Regions from separate parts of the Mus musculus genome. Here regions 2 and 3 are each linked to region 1. The links are chromatin contacts, called in public HiChIP or PLAC-seq and promoter capture Hi-C maps. All regions are on one chromosome and are shown on one strand. The core of a region is the stretch at or near the end of the contact, and the rest is flanking DNA. Distances in the headings are between cores, read along the strand shown.

The links. HiChIP or PLAC-seq counts read pairs in DNA pulled down with a chosen protein or histone mark. Capture Hi-C pulls out chosen DNA fragments and counts their contacts.
Region 2: a promoter capture Hi-C map of liver shows a contact between it and region 1, with 2.1 times the contacts expected there. The contact joins the promoter of Mfsd7a here to the promoter of Rpl5 in region 1. A contact is called at or near these places in 12 of 39 promoter capture datasets (the 3T3-L1 cell line, 3T3-L1-derived adipocytes, the HPC-7 cell line and 9 more), 1 of 115 datasets of contacts at active chromatin or transcription factors (astrocytes) and 2 of 9 other capture datasets (adipose tissue and liver).
Region 3: an H3K4me3 HiChIP or PLAC-seq map of the SCID.adh cell line shows a contact between it and region 1, with 8 read pairs. The contact joins the enhancer-like site here to the promoter of Rpl5 in region 1. A contact is called at or near these places in 4 of 39 promoter capture datasets (the HPC-7 cell line, hippocampal neurons, liver and 1 more) and 2 of 115 datasets of contacts at active chromatin or transcription factors (the SCID.adh cell line and pro-B cells).

The regions. Positions count from the first base shown.
Region 1 is chr5:107,898,826-107,903,065 of GRCm38.p6, forward strand. It overlaps Rpl5 (ribosomal protein L5), which reads left to right and starts at 1,703. Exons shown (of 8, transcript NM_016980.2): 1 at 1,703-1,821; 2 at 3,045-3,114; 3 at 3,197-3,312. The coding sequence starts at 1,819.
Region 2 is chr5:108,446,755-108,450,994 of GRCm38.p6, forward strand. It overlaps Mfsd7a (major facilitator superfamily domain containing 7A), which reads right to left and starts at 2,346. Exons shown (of 10, transcript NM_172883.3): 1 at 1,964-2,346. The coding sequence starts at 2,110.
Region 3 is chr5:107,357,325-107,361,564 of GRCm38.p6, forward strand. It overlaps Brdt (bromodomain, testis-specific), which reads left to right. Exons shown (of 19, transcript NM_054054.2): 9 at 423-611; 10 at 1,513-1,685; 11 at 1,869-2,149; 12 at 2,256-2,381; 13 at 2,448-2,663. Among named protein-coding and RNA genes, the nearest start is that of Brdt, 28 kb to the left of the region's middle. Within about 2 kb of position 2,212, at least 306 of the 459 cell types and tissues checked have an H3K27ac peak or open chromatin away from gene starts, as enhancers often do. A contact at or near this core is called in the SCID.adh cell line, hippocampal neurons and liver, where this site is marked.

The DNA of each region.
Region 1 (4,240 bases), core at 453-2,952:
ACATGAGATCCAGCTGTAGGACATTTTCTATTGATTGCTGCTGCTGACCCACACACTTCTAGGGGATTCGGCTTCAACCTGGAATCTCACCACAGGAATGCTGGGATTACAGGTACATACTCCATTCCTGGCTTTCCATAAGGGTTCCGGGGGTCTGACGTCAGTACATCAGGTTTGTATAGCAATCACTTTTACCTGCTGAGCTATCCATAAAAATACAAATATTTTTAAGGAGTCCCACTGCCCCTCCAAAATCTGAGCACCAGTGTCATAAAATGCTATTGCTAAAAATAATTGGGTACACAGAATTTGGGGAAGCAACTTTGTTTTGTTTTTTCTTTTCTTTCTTTCTTTTCTTTTCTTTTTTTTTTTTTTTTTTTTTGTTTCGTTTTGTTTTTTGAGACAGAGTTTCTCTGTGTAGCCCTGGCTGTCCTGGAACTCACTCTGTAGACCAGGCTAGCCTTAAACTCAGAAATCCACCTGCCTCTGCCTCCCGAGCGCTGGGATTAAAGGCGTGCGCCACCACGCCCGGCTAGGGAAGCAATTTTCAAATTGCATTCTCATTGACTTTGGTTTTCCGAGACAGGATTTCTCTGTGTAGCCCTGGCTGACCTGGAACTCACTTTGTAGACCAGGCTGGCATCAAACTCAAATCTGCCTGCCTCTGCCTCCCAGGTCGTGCACCACCACTGCCCGGCTCTCAGACTTTTTTTAGACTTTCTAAAGCTCTCAGCCTTATAACTGTTCTTTCACGTGTTTAAATAATTGTTTGTATGCATTTCTTTTCCTTCAGGCAGCCCAGGCTGGCTTCCAATTCACTAGGTAGCCTAGGCTAGCCTTGCACTTTCTGATTCTTTTTCCTCTCCCTTCTAAGTACTGAGGCTGCAATTCTTAGCTGCACACCCAGTCCTAAAAAGAAACTTCTTGAGGAAGGGGACTAAGAGTGATGGAGGAGGCGGCGCTCATAATGTCAGGAATTCTGGGGACAATGGAAGCATAAAGGCAACAGGAGAGTGCAGTGGGTTTTGTTTTGTTTTCACCATGTAACAGGTAACTAAGAATTGACTGGAGGTCAGCACTCTGAGAAGTGCTGGAGAATGAAAAGTATGCTTGAAGCAGATGTCAAGATGCTATGCAAAGGCAGAAGAGTCTCTTCTAACTCAAACTTGAGGCTCTGAGGCTGAGCTTCCCGGCGGCCCTGTGTGCTGGGAATTCCGAAATATATATTCCAGAAGTGAGTCAAGTCATGGAGAAGGCAAGATTTCAGCATAGGCAAATTCATGTATTTAACTTAATTTTTACCCCCTCCTGCTTAGAAAAATAATTATATAAGTGTGGTGTGTGTGCGTGCATGCCGAGCGTGTTTTTAAAAATGTCCTCCTGCCCGGTAGTGGTGGCACACGCCTTTAATCCCAGCACTTGGGAGGCAGAGGCAGGCTGATTTCTGAGTTCGAGACCAGCCTGGTCTACAGAGTGAGTTCCAGGACAGCCAGGGTCACACAGAGAAACCCTATCTCGAAAAACCACCCCCCCCCCAAAAAAAAAAAAAAAAAAGTCCTCGCAAAAAGCCTCTATTTCCCTTTCTCATCGCCCATCCTCCATGCTCGTTGAGAGGAGGAAGATGACATTCATCCTCCTACCGGCAGGGGGCGATAGCCCGCGCATCTTGAGGCCTACAGCCACTCTTTCTCACGTCGCTTGCGTGCTGGTGGTGCTACATACTGCGCATGCGTACGTGACTCCGGTCTTTTTCCCCCTTAGCGCGGCCGACTCTGCAGGTCTGCGTGGAGCCGCGGTTGCGGGTCTCTATTCCGCAGGATGGTGAGTGGGCATCTGGGTCTCAGGCCCGTGCGTGCACCGGGGTGCCCCCTCCTCTCGCGGATGCCCGCTCGGGGTCGGCTCGTGCGACCCGGGGGGCAGATGGCATTCGATTCCCGGCTCTGCGCCCGCCGTTCCAGCGTGGCCTAATGGCTGCCGGGTGCCAGCCGGGGGAGGGGCCGCGGCGGAGGGTGCTCGGGACGAGGCTTCCGAGTCCGGCTGCCAGCCGCAGTTGTCTCCGGGGTCGTCAGGAGGCCGTGCCACGGAAGCCCGAATCCCTCGGCCTCGCACAGAGCCCTGAAGCCGGGAGTGTCTGTCAGTGGAGGCCGTGGCGCTGCTGCGTCCCGGAAGGGATGTGGCGGCCCCTGGCTCTTCCTGGCCAGAGTCTGGCCCTGTTTTCAGAGATTTGCTGAGATCGGACTTGAGAGGTGGGGTGCAGCTCTTCATTTGCGAGGAGTAATTGTAGATCGTACTCTGCCATTTGAGCCCGGTTTAGGCAGGGAGGAAGTGAGCGCCGAGTGGTTGAACTTTCTCGGTGAGGTGTGCAGTTGTCGGCACAGATTGGCTCCGGTGTAGGTGATACATCCCGGCGGTTTGGCGTAGGGATCGATCAGTGGTACAGGAATTGAAAGATTGTTTAAAGGCAGTACGAAAATGTCTTTGTACCTGCAAGTTGTAGTAAGGAGCCTGCAGTTGTGGATGGAGCGACTTGGGTCGGTGCCCTATTCCGCCCAGCCATCTTTACGTGTTTTCTGAGGCTTAGTTAGGTGTGTTTGGCGAAGAGAACCAGTGCAACAGCAGTTCTCCATCTGGTTCTTAACCCATCTGTCAGATATTTGTATTAACGATGAATAACTACAAGATTAAATTAACGAAGCAGCAACGAGATTTATGGTTTGGGGAAGGGTCACCACAGCATGAGGAACTAACCTTATTAAAGGTTGAGCACTGCACAACAGCGATTCTTGTTTCCGGTCAGCTTAGAAACATGCTATAGAAGTTGACACTTGTAATAATTTGCTTTTGAAACTTGGGCATGATTTTGTTACATAGTTAAATAAAAAAATACAGACCAAAACCCAGGTGGTTCTTGCCTATTAATTCGGCGCTCAGAAACTACCAAATGCTAGGTCATGTTGGGCTACATAGTTGGCCTGTATCAAAAGAAAAAAGTCATGGGACGAAACAATTAGCAAAGCCCTGATAATTTTTTTTTTCCTTTAAAGGGGTTTGTGAAAGTTGTCAAGAATAAGGCCTACTTTAAAAGATACCAAGTGAGATTTCGAAGGCGGCGAGGTATGAACTTTTTCTGTTTTAGTTTCTGAAGACTGTTTCAAGGTGGAACCTTCCCTGGTTAAATTTTTTTTTCCCCTTGCAGAGGGTAAAACTGACTACTATGCTCGAAAACGATTGGTGATCCAGGACAAGAATAAGTACAACACACCCAAATATAGGATGATAGTTCGTGTAACTAACAGAGATATCATCTGCCAGGTGAGTTATGTCCTAGACTTGAGTAGTGTGGTCAGACGCATCAACTCTAACTTTTGGGAGAGACTATTTTCTTGTGTTAGTAGATTTCAGTGGCGGGTGGGGGGGGTGGGGGTGGGGGGAAGGTTTGGAAATCCTGGCTTTGCTTAATTTCCATTATGGAATTTGAGAGGAGGACTGGGAAATCTGTTGATATGAATAGTCTTCCAATTACCTTCATCTGTCACGCATTAACTCCTGGTGCTTACTTTATGGGCTTGTGTGCCATTTTACTGATTTAAAAAGGCTGGTAATAGGGTGGTAGGACTCTTGTTGCCAGGCAGGGTTGCTCATCTGTCATCCCAGCATGACAAGCTATTTCTATTTACTGTTTGAAATAGGTTTTAAAATACACAAAAATGTCTTCCACTTTGAAAGCCCTTTAAAAATGGCAGTCCCTGTATTCAGGGCTTTTACAATAAAAATTTGCTGGTCAGGAGATAGGTGCACTTGCCTTTTGTGACTTTGTTAACTGAAGGTGGGGTTGTCTGGTGTTCTGATAATTAAGGATGAAGTGTCTAAGACTTGGTTAAATTTAGCTCAAAAGATACTTTTAAGTAAGTGAGACCTGACTTTGGTGGTGGTGGATCTTTATTTAGTTAACCTTGGCTGTTGCCTGTAGACCAGGCTGGCCTTGAATTTAAAGCTCTGCCTGCCTCTACCTCCCCAGGGCTAGGATTAAAGGTGCCCTTTTTTGAGATGGGGTCCTACTGTATGACCCTGGCTGACCTGTAATTCTTTGTAGACCAGGCCAGCCTTGAAAGAATCTTGCAATATAGCCATGAGCTCAGGATCTAGTCTGAGATCATCTCCTGCCCAGTTTGTTGACTTCTAAAGGCACCTATGATTTCACCAACTCACCCACCATAAATAATGCCTTCAGTATTTAGAA
Region 2 (4,240 bases), core at 1,096-3,595, 550 kb after region 1:
TGGTGGCGACTCCATGGCAGGCATCTAGATGGATAATGAAGCCTTTGGGGCTTGGGACATACATGAGGACCAAGGAGGGGGCAGACAGAGCCAAGGACAGAAGAGTTCAGAGCCTGGGACTTCTTTAGAGATGGGAGAGAATTGATGGCATCTCACTTTGCACATACTCTCCCATGTTAGGCATTGCAAAATAGGCATTGGCTGCACTCTGAAGCCCGGCGAGCAGAAGAGTGCAGAGTGGAGGAAGGTTTTTTTTTTTTCTGGAAGAAGTATGGGGAGCTGGGTGGAGAGAAGGAGTCATCAAGCTTAGAGCAGCAGAGAGAATAGATATATGGCCCAACAAGGGTGTGCCCCAGACCAAAGTTCCTGATGAACCCTACTGAACATGACAGAGGGTCACACCCTCCAGAGCTGAACAGAGTGCCAGGCTTCCCCACCACAAAGCTTCGGGAAACACCAGGTTGTGCAACAGCAGCATTTCTTTCAACACAAGAAACAGATCTTAGAGAGCAGCTGATACAGGCCTAGCTGCCTCCTGCCTGGCTTCGTAGAGCAGACAGGGGACCAGGGATGCTTACAAAACATGCTGTGGTAGACAAGAAAAACAGAGCCCATATCTCAAGTCTCACGGGGTTGTCCTTGCTCCTCCCAGAGCTGTGGCCCCACATAAAAGTGGGCAGAGAGATCTCTAGCATGTGTAAGACAACAGATGGGTGGAGAAAAAAATCCATCCATCTAACTGTACAAGAGTAAGAATGAGAATACTTCAACGAGCTCTCAGTCTCACCCTGACTCAGTCCCTGATCTCCTTCCCATCCAAAACACTGGTCCATCTCCCGGTCTTTCGGAAGCCCTGTTGTGCCTGCCTGCTCAGGCTGCTCTCTCAGAACCCTGGCACCCAGTCACTAGCTACAGACAAATGATCAGGGGCTCCAGGAAGCATGACTAAACTTGAAGCCCACTGGTCATAATGGGGACCCAGCCGGGACCATGTCATTTCACAGTATCAGGGTAATATTCCATCTCCATTAGGACAGCAGGACATCACCCAAGTGTCCCAGGAACCTGCCTTATCTACAAAAGGAAAAACTCAAGTAGATTTCTACGTGTGTCCTCAGACAGCTACCCCAAACCAGTTATGTTTCCCAGTGTTAGAAAGGGGAACTGTGAGCCAACCCACAGCAACAAGTCTCAGCAAAGCTAGCTACCAGGAGAGAAGTTTCTGATATTGCCACAGTTAGAATACTCCAGGCTCATGACATGTATTCACACCTTTACTCAAAGCTCTTTCTTCACAACCAGCACAGCCGGGGGGAAAAAGGAAAGGCCATGCGATTCAACCTGCTGCTGGTTCGCACGGAATGCCAGTTGGCAACTGAACCCCTAGTGTGCTGGACACCTGATCGTGTCACCATCCTGGCTGGGTCTCCACTGTGACCAGTGGGCTTCATGGTCCCACATGCTCGGCACAGTCTGTGCTATATTTGTTATAATTCTTAGCTGTATGGCCCAAATGCTACCTATCCAGCTGAGTGGCCGCATGTGACCCAAAGTTCCTTTACAGGTACCGGATCCAGCACCAGAAACAGGATTGAACAGCTGATGGTAGCAGCTCCACGCTCTCTCTCCCTCCGCTCAAACTCAAGTGCTGTGTACCTGTGCCTTGGGAGGACCACTTGCAGTCCAAGTGCGCCTGATGGGATGAAGAGGGAAGGACGAAGGGTCCAGCATTTGGGGGCTAGGGATAGTTCGAGAAAACAACATGTTGCAGGGCTGAGACCCTTGAGCCTAAGACACCTGTTTCCCTGGCTGCTCCACATCGGGCAGGACAGGCATTTGCCCCTTCTTCTACAACTTGATGAGCCAGAAGAAAGGTCGTTTTTCTGTGACCGCACGAAAACAGTCTTGCTGGCGCTGAGGCTGCTACAAAGACCCCGCCCCGCCCGACCCAGCACCCTTGTACCATCGCATTGGAGCAGCTCAGGAGGCTGACCACCAGCAGAAAGACCCAGCGACGCGCATACACTCGGGGACTAGGCAACGCGTCTCCGGCGGTCCCAGATGTTTCCGGGCTGTTGCAGTCTTCCAGCCTATCCATAGTCCCGGCCATGCCAGTGTCCGCAGGCCGCCCACTTTCATACACTGCAACGCGCTGAGGCTGTAGGCAGGCTGTCCCAGGAGCAGGGCGGGGCGGAATGATCTGGTTAGTCTCCGCCCCAAAGGACAAGTTTGGTGAAAGAAGCCAGAATTACTCGGCAAGGTGGAAACTGGAGGGGAAAAATTCCCTTTTAGAGGTAACTTGGATACAAGTGTGTGTGTGGCCTGTACTAGGAACACGTTCGCAGTGGTAGGTGCGGGAAGTGGGTCTCTACTTCAGCAAAGTCTGCATTTCCTTAAAGGTCCTCCAAATTGTTGAAGTTGAGGCCAATCTGGAGGAGGAGAGCCGGAACAGTTCCAAAAGCCTCCAATCTAGGCCTGTCACTAGACTCCTCCTAGAGGAGAAAGAGGCGGGGTGGAGGACGAGGAAAGGCTGAACCTAACTACACCATCCCTGCCCGCGAGTAGATAGATAGCTTCCAGACTCTTTAATTTGCCCTTGTCGCCTGACTCTGGCCTAAAGCAGTTGACAAGAGTCATCTGACACTTGCCACTGTGTCTGGCCTGGCTGGTTCAAGAGAAGGCCAGTGTACCAAAAGCCCTATTCAGACTAGTGTGAATGAGTGACCAGCTGGTGGGGCAGAGAACAGGCTGTGCTGTGGAGGAATAGGGGGACTGGCCATACAGAGGCAGGAGGTGGCTTTCTCTCAGTGAAGAGGTTTTCTCTCCTTCAAACACATCCCGATGGTCTTGCCCTCAGGATTAACATTCCTTTTTGTTCATTTCTTGGGCTTAGGGATTTGAGTTTTGAGCAGGAGTTTCACTGTTGTAGCCTAGGCTGGCCTCAACCTACCAGCATTCCTGCTGTTTATCTTCAATATTGGATGGTACCACCTGTCAATCATACGGGTCTGAACAAGCTTATTGTGCGGTTCCAGCCTTTTGTGTGTTCTTAGTGGGGCTGTGTGCATGTCAGATGTATTTCCCCATTTGTAGGTAAAGTCCTGTCCAGTAAGGAGAAAAATGAGAAAAACCTGGTGGTGCCCTGCAAGGGCCAGTCCCCCTGAGACCCATGATAAGGCCTGTGGTCTTTGCCCTCTTTGATGCCCTTTCCTTTCATATCTATCTAACCCCTGCTTACCCTCAGGCCATAGTTCACACTCACTCTGAAGACCTAAGCCCCTATGCCCTCCTCCTATGGCCTGGAGCTGCCTTGGGGTGGGGACTTTGATGTCTTGACATTCTACCTGAGAGATTGAGAGGGCAGTTCAGACTTCTCTGTTCAGGGCCCTAGCTTTAGGTGGGAAGCTGCCTGTCACCAGCTTCCTGTTTAAGTAGTATCTAAGCCTATCACCAAATGGGACCATCACCACAGTTACCCCCTGTATTGTCACATCTCTAAATCTTTTGATCCGCCTCCATCCACTCTCTTAGGGCACTTGTGCTACGTAGGTGAGTTCAACAAAGTTATCAAGTGAAAGATCAGTACACAATCGACAGCTGCCTTCCTAAAACACTCTACCAATGTGGAAGATGTGGAAATTAAAACAAAAATTAAACAGTCATAATCTAAGTGTGGTTAAAAATAATACTCAGCAGCCAGGCTATGGTGGTGCACGCCTTTAATCCCAGCACTTGGGAGGCAGAGGTAGGTGGATCTCTGTGAGTTTGAGGACAACCTGGGCTACAGAGTGAGTTCCAGGACAGCCGGGGCTACACAGAGAAACTCTGTCTCAAAAAAAACAAAAACAAAAACAAACAAAATATATAAAATACTTAGCTATAAACAGGAATAGCACCTATATGCTAAAAATTGTACAATGCTTGTGAAAGAAACCAACAAAAACCTAGAGAAATGGACAAGTATACCTTATTCACATATTGAAAGACTCAGCATGTTAGCTAATATTAGTTTTCTCTTAATTGGCCTCTAGGGCTAACGGGACTTTTATCAAGAGGTTTTTATACACACAGATTACAAGAAAATATTTGCAAACCACACATCTAACAAAGGACTACTACATGGTGTTTTTCAAATCCAATTAAGGATATGGGCAAAACACCGAAGAGAAAAAAAAAAAAAAAAAACAGGTGGCAAATAAGGCTTAATGACTAACTTCATTAGCCACCAGAAAAAATTGAA
Region 3 (4,240 bases), core at 962-3,461, 540 kb before region 1:
GGCTGCCCAGGTATCTCCATGTGTAATTGTTTGTTTGTTTGTTTGTTTGTTTGGTTTGGTTTTTCGAGACAGGGTTTCTCTGTATAGCCCTGGCTGTCCTGGAACTCACTTTGTAGACCAGGCTGGCCTCGAACTCAGAAATCCGCCTGCCTCTGCCTTCCAAGTGCTGGGATTAAAGATGTGAGCCACCACCTCCCAGCCATGTGTACTTTTAAAGGTGTTCTTGTTGCATTAAATCAGAAATGGAGAAAATCAAACCAGGTGGTGTATGCCTACAATCCCAGCACTCTGGAGGTGGGCAGGAGGATTTCAAGTTCCAAGGCAGTCTGGGCTACATAGTGCACTCCAGGCCAGCCTGGACATGGTGAAACTCTGTCTCAAAATAAACCAAAAAATGTGAACAGGTTAATTTTGCATTATAGGATGTTTTTGAACTACATTTTGCCAAGATTCCCGATGAACCTATTGAGAGTATGCATGCATGCCACCTTACAACAAACAGTGCACAAGCCCTCAGCAGAGAAAGCAGCAGCGAGGCCTCCTCGGGGGACGCCTCTTCTGAAGACTCTGAGGATGAACGAGTGCAGCATCTTGCCAAGCTTCAGGAGCAGGTGGCCGTATATGACGCAAGTGTTGATGGTTCCCAAGCGGCTAGTCAGTGGTGCACTGCTTGCAGAGTCACAGCTGTTATGTTTAGATCACCTAATGCCATCTATAGCTTTAGTTGCATCACCTAATGTCTATAGCTTTAGTTAGTTTTTGGCATATTTGCCATGTTCAAAATTTCCTACTCAAATATCTGTATACTATAGTTCTAGAGCCACTACCACCACATTTTATTCCTCTTCCTCCTCCTCTTCCTCCTCCTCCTCCTCTTTGAAATGGTCTCATGTACCCGGCTTGTCATAAACTTCTGCTCCTTCTGCCTCTGCCTTTCAAGTGCTGGGATTGTTGGTGTGCACCATGATGCCTGGGAATTATTTACAATTCTGCTATTTGCATTTATAGTCTGAGTAGTTGATTCTTACTGAAGTGATTTTTGGTATAATGTGGAATATTTTAGAATGAGATCACTTGCTACTTTCTGTGATAAAATAGTAACTTTTACTGAGGTCATATCTGAAGACTAGGGCTGGAGAGATGGCTCAGCAGTTATTGGCACTGGCTGGTCTTCCAGAGCACCTGAGTTCAGTTCTTAGCATGTGTACCAGGCTACTTACAACCACCTGTAAGATATATATATCTTTTGAAAGAAACTTTAATACTGAGAAATGTTGGGCTGTAGTGTTTTTATTACTATACTATGTTATACTATACAGTTTGTTTATTATTTATTTATTTATATACCCTTCAAAACACTGAAATTCCAAAATGAAGCAAAATCCTGAAGGAAGTAGAACATGACATGAATTTCACAAAGGGTGGCATGACTTTGGAGTACCATGTTTTTCTAGTATCTTTAGTGCTTTAGAGACATAAATGTTTAAAGGCTTTTATTTTTTCCTTTCCCAGCTTAATGCTGTTCATCAGCAGCTGCAAGTTCTGTCCCAAGTTCCATTACGTAAGCTGAAGAAAAAGAATGAGAAGTCCAAAAGGGCGCCAAAAAGGAAAAAGGTTAATAACAGAGATGAAAACCCAAGGAAAAAGCCTAAGCAAATGAAGCAAAAGGAGAAGGCCAAAATCAAGTAAGCATGTTCAGTGAGTGACTGCCCAGGAGGCAGGCTCAGTGAAGGACCACACAGTTAGCCTATGTGAGGGCCTGGATCAAGATGAACTGAATGCCTGTGTGATGTGGGTACATTGTATGAAATTCCCACACCAACAAAAATGTTTTAAAAATATGAAACCAATATATAATTTTGTTACAGTCAACCAAAGAAGAAGAAGCCGCTTTTGAAATCGGAAGAGGAAGACAATGCGAAGCCTATGAACTACGATGAGAAAAGGCAGCTGAGCTTGGACATAAACAAACTGCCTGGAGACAAGCTTGGTCGAATAGTTCACATAATACAGTCAAGGGAGCCTTCCCTGAGAAACTCCAACCCGGACGAGATCGAGATCGACTTTGAGACCCTGAAGGCATCCACACTTAGAGAACTGGAGAAGTATGTCCTGGCCTGTCTGAGGAAGAGGTCGCTGAAGCCCCAAGGTAGGCCAGGCCCAGCCCCATCCCTAGGTCCCGCCCCATCTTGCCTCTAGGCCACGCCCCACCTCCAGGCCCCTCCCCGCACTCACGGTTGCTCCTCCTCTCACAGCAAAGAAGGTTGTCAGGTCTAAGGAGGAGCTCCATTCTGAAAAAAAGCTGGAGCTGGAGAGGCGGTTGCTGGACGTCAACAATCAGCTGAATTGTAGGAAACGGCAAACGAAACGTCCAGCAAAAGGTAGGTGGCGGTTTCTCCGCGCCCACCCGTGAGCCATGACCGCTGTTAACGCTCCCTGTTTTGCAGTGGAGAAGCCGCCCCCGCCCCCGCCCCCGCCCCCGCCCCCGCCGCCTCCCCCGGAGCTGGCCAGTGGGTCTCGCCTGACCGACAGCAGCAGCAGCAGCGGCAGCGGCAGCGGCAGCAGCAGCAGCAGCAGCGGCAGCAGCAGCAGCAGCAGCTCCTCGGGGTCCGCGAGCAGCAGCAGCGACTCGAGCTCCTCCGACAGCAGCGATTCTGAACCAGGTTAGCTGGCTCGTAGGCACCGCTGCGGTGGTGGGGGTGGGGGTGGGGGGGTGGCCTTTCCTGTAGCGTCCGGAGAATGTGTAGAGGAGGACCTATGCTTTGGATGCCAACATCCTTAATAAAATCCTTACTCTTTCCATAAAAGAAGGAAAGGATGTGACTTGGGCCTGATGGGAGGTCTCCTAAGGAAATGTACGAGATTGAAAAACTGCGGGTGCTGCTTTCACTTCTTAATGAAAACATTATTTGGGAGGCCTCAGTGTGTTCCCATTGTACTTTGGGTCACTCCGATGTGAAGTGTGTCCTGTTTGGACACTGCTTTCTGAGTTGAACTGTCGCTTTGAATTAAGAAGCCACTCACCCCAAAATTTGTAGAGAGTTTTTTTTTTTTTTTAATTTATGTTTTTTAACTACATATTATTACCTATCATCTATAGAAAAAGATGGAAGTACCACATTTTCTTGTGCAGTTTGTCAGTTGTATTAAGCCAGGCCACTCATGTTTTCTATTACTAGTTGGACAGCTGCCATGTGATCACTGTCCACCCCACCAATGGTGTTCCATTTTAACCAAGCAGCAAATGCAGAACCCAGGGCGCTTTCTTCCCTAAAATGTGCTTTATTGTTAATGGGATGTTTCTTGTGAGGTTCAGTTCTTTTTAATTAAAAAGAACCTCACAGAAACTCCAGCGTAAAGAATTGCAGTTGACAGTCAGGGTCTGCTGGCTGGCAGCGATTCTGTTTTCCTTTGGTTTTGATTCATTTATTTTTTGTAGAGCTAGTCGCTGATTTGGTTTTCACATTTCTGAGTATATAGAGGGGAACAATTTTGTAAAATTTAAAAGAATTTTTACTTTGGTTAGAATTTGTTATTTTAATACATTACATTAAAACTCATTTTAGAGTTCTTATTACAAAGTATTTCTTATATTTGACTTTTAAGCATAAAACAATACTGGAAAAATCTAAGTTGCATTTAGTATTTTAAATTGTAATTAATTGTAATTTTATCTAATAAAGCATTTGTGGCCTAATAAGTTACAGCACCTTGTCTTTTATTTGTGGGATAAAACTATGACTATTAATTTGAATTATTTAACTTAAATATTCAATAAATGCTTTGAAAGTTAGAAAAAAATACTGCATAGAGTTTTTTGGTATAGCGCCTTAGTATTTAGAATTCCTTCTTTCCTTCCTCCCTCCCTCCCTCCCTCACTCCCTCCCTCCCTCCCTCTCTCCTTCCCTTCCTGTCTTTGCTTACTGTGTAGCCAGACTTCACTTTGTAGGCCAGAGTGGATTTGAACTCAGCAATCCTCCTGCTTCTGCCTCCCAGCAGGTGTGCTATACCACACAAAACTCTTGATATGATATTCTAGATATTACTTGATATGATATTCTAGTATATTACTTGAAGAGAAGAAAATGTTTATCATCATCTATATGTTCTTAAAATGGTACAGAAACTTGGTTTCTAACTTTAACAGAACAGCTCAAACTCAGAATTCTAATCCTAAAACATTGCTGAGTTTGTATCTGCTGATCAGCATTCATGGTTGGTGGCATGTTTTCCAGAGAGC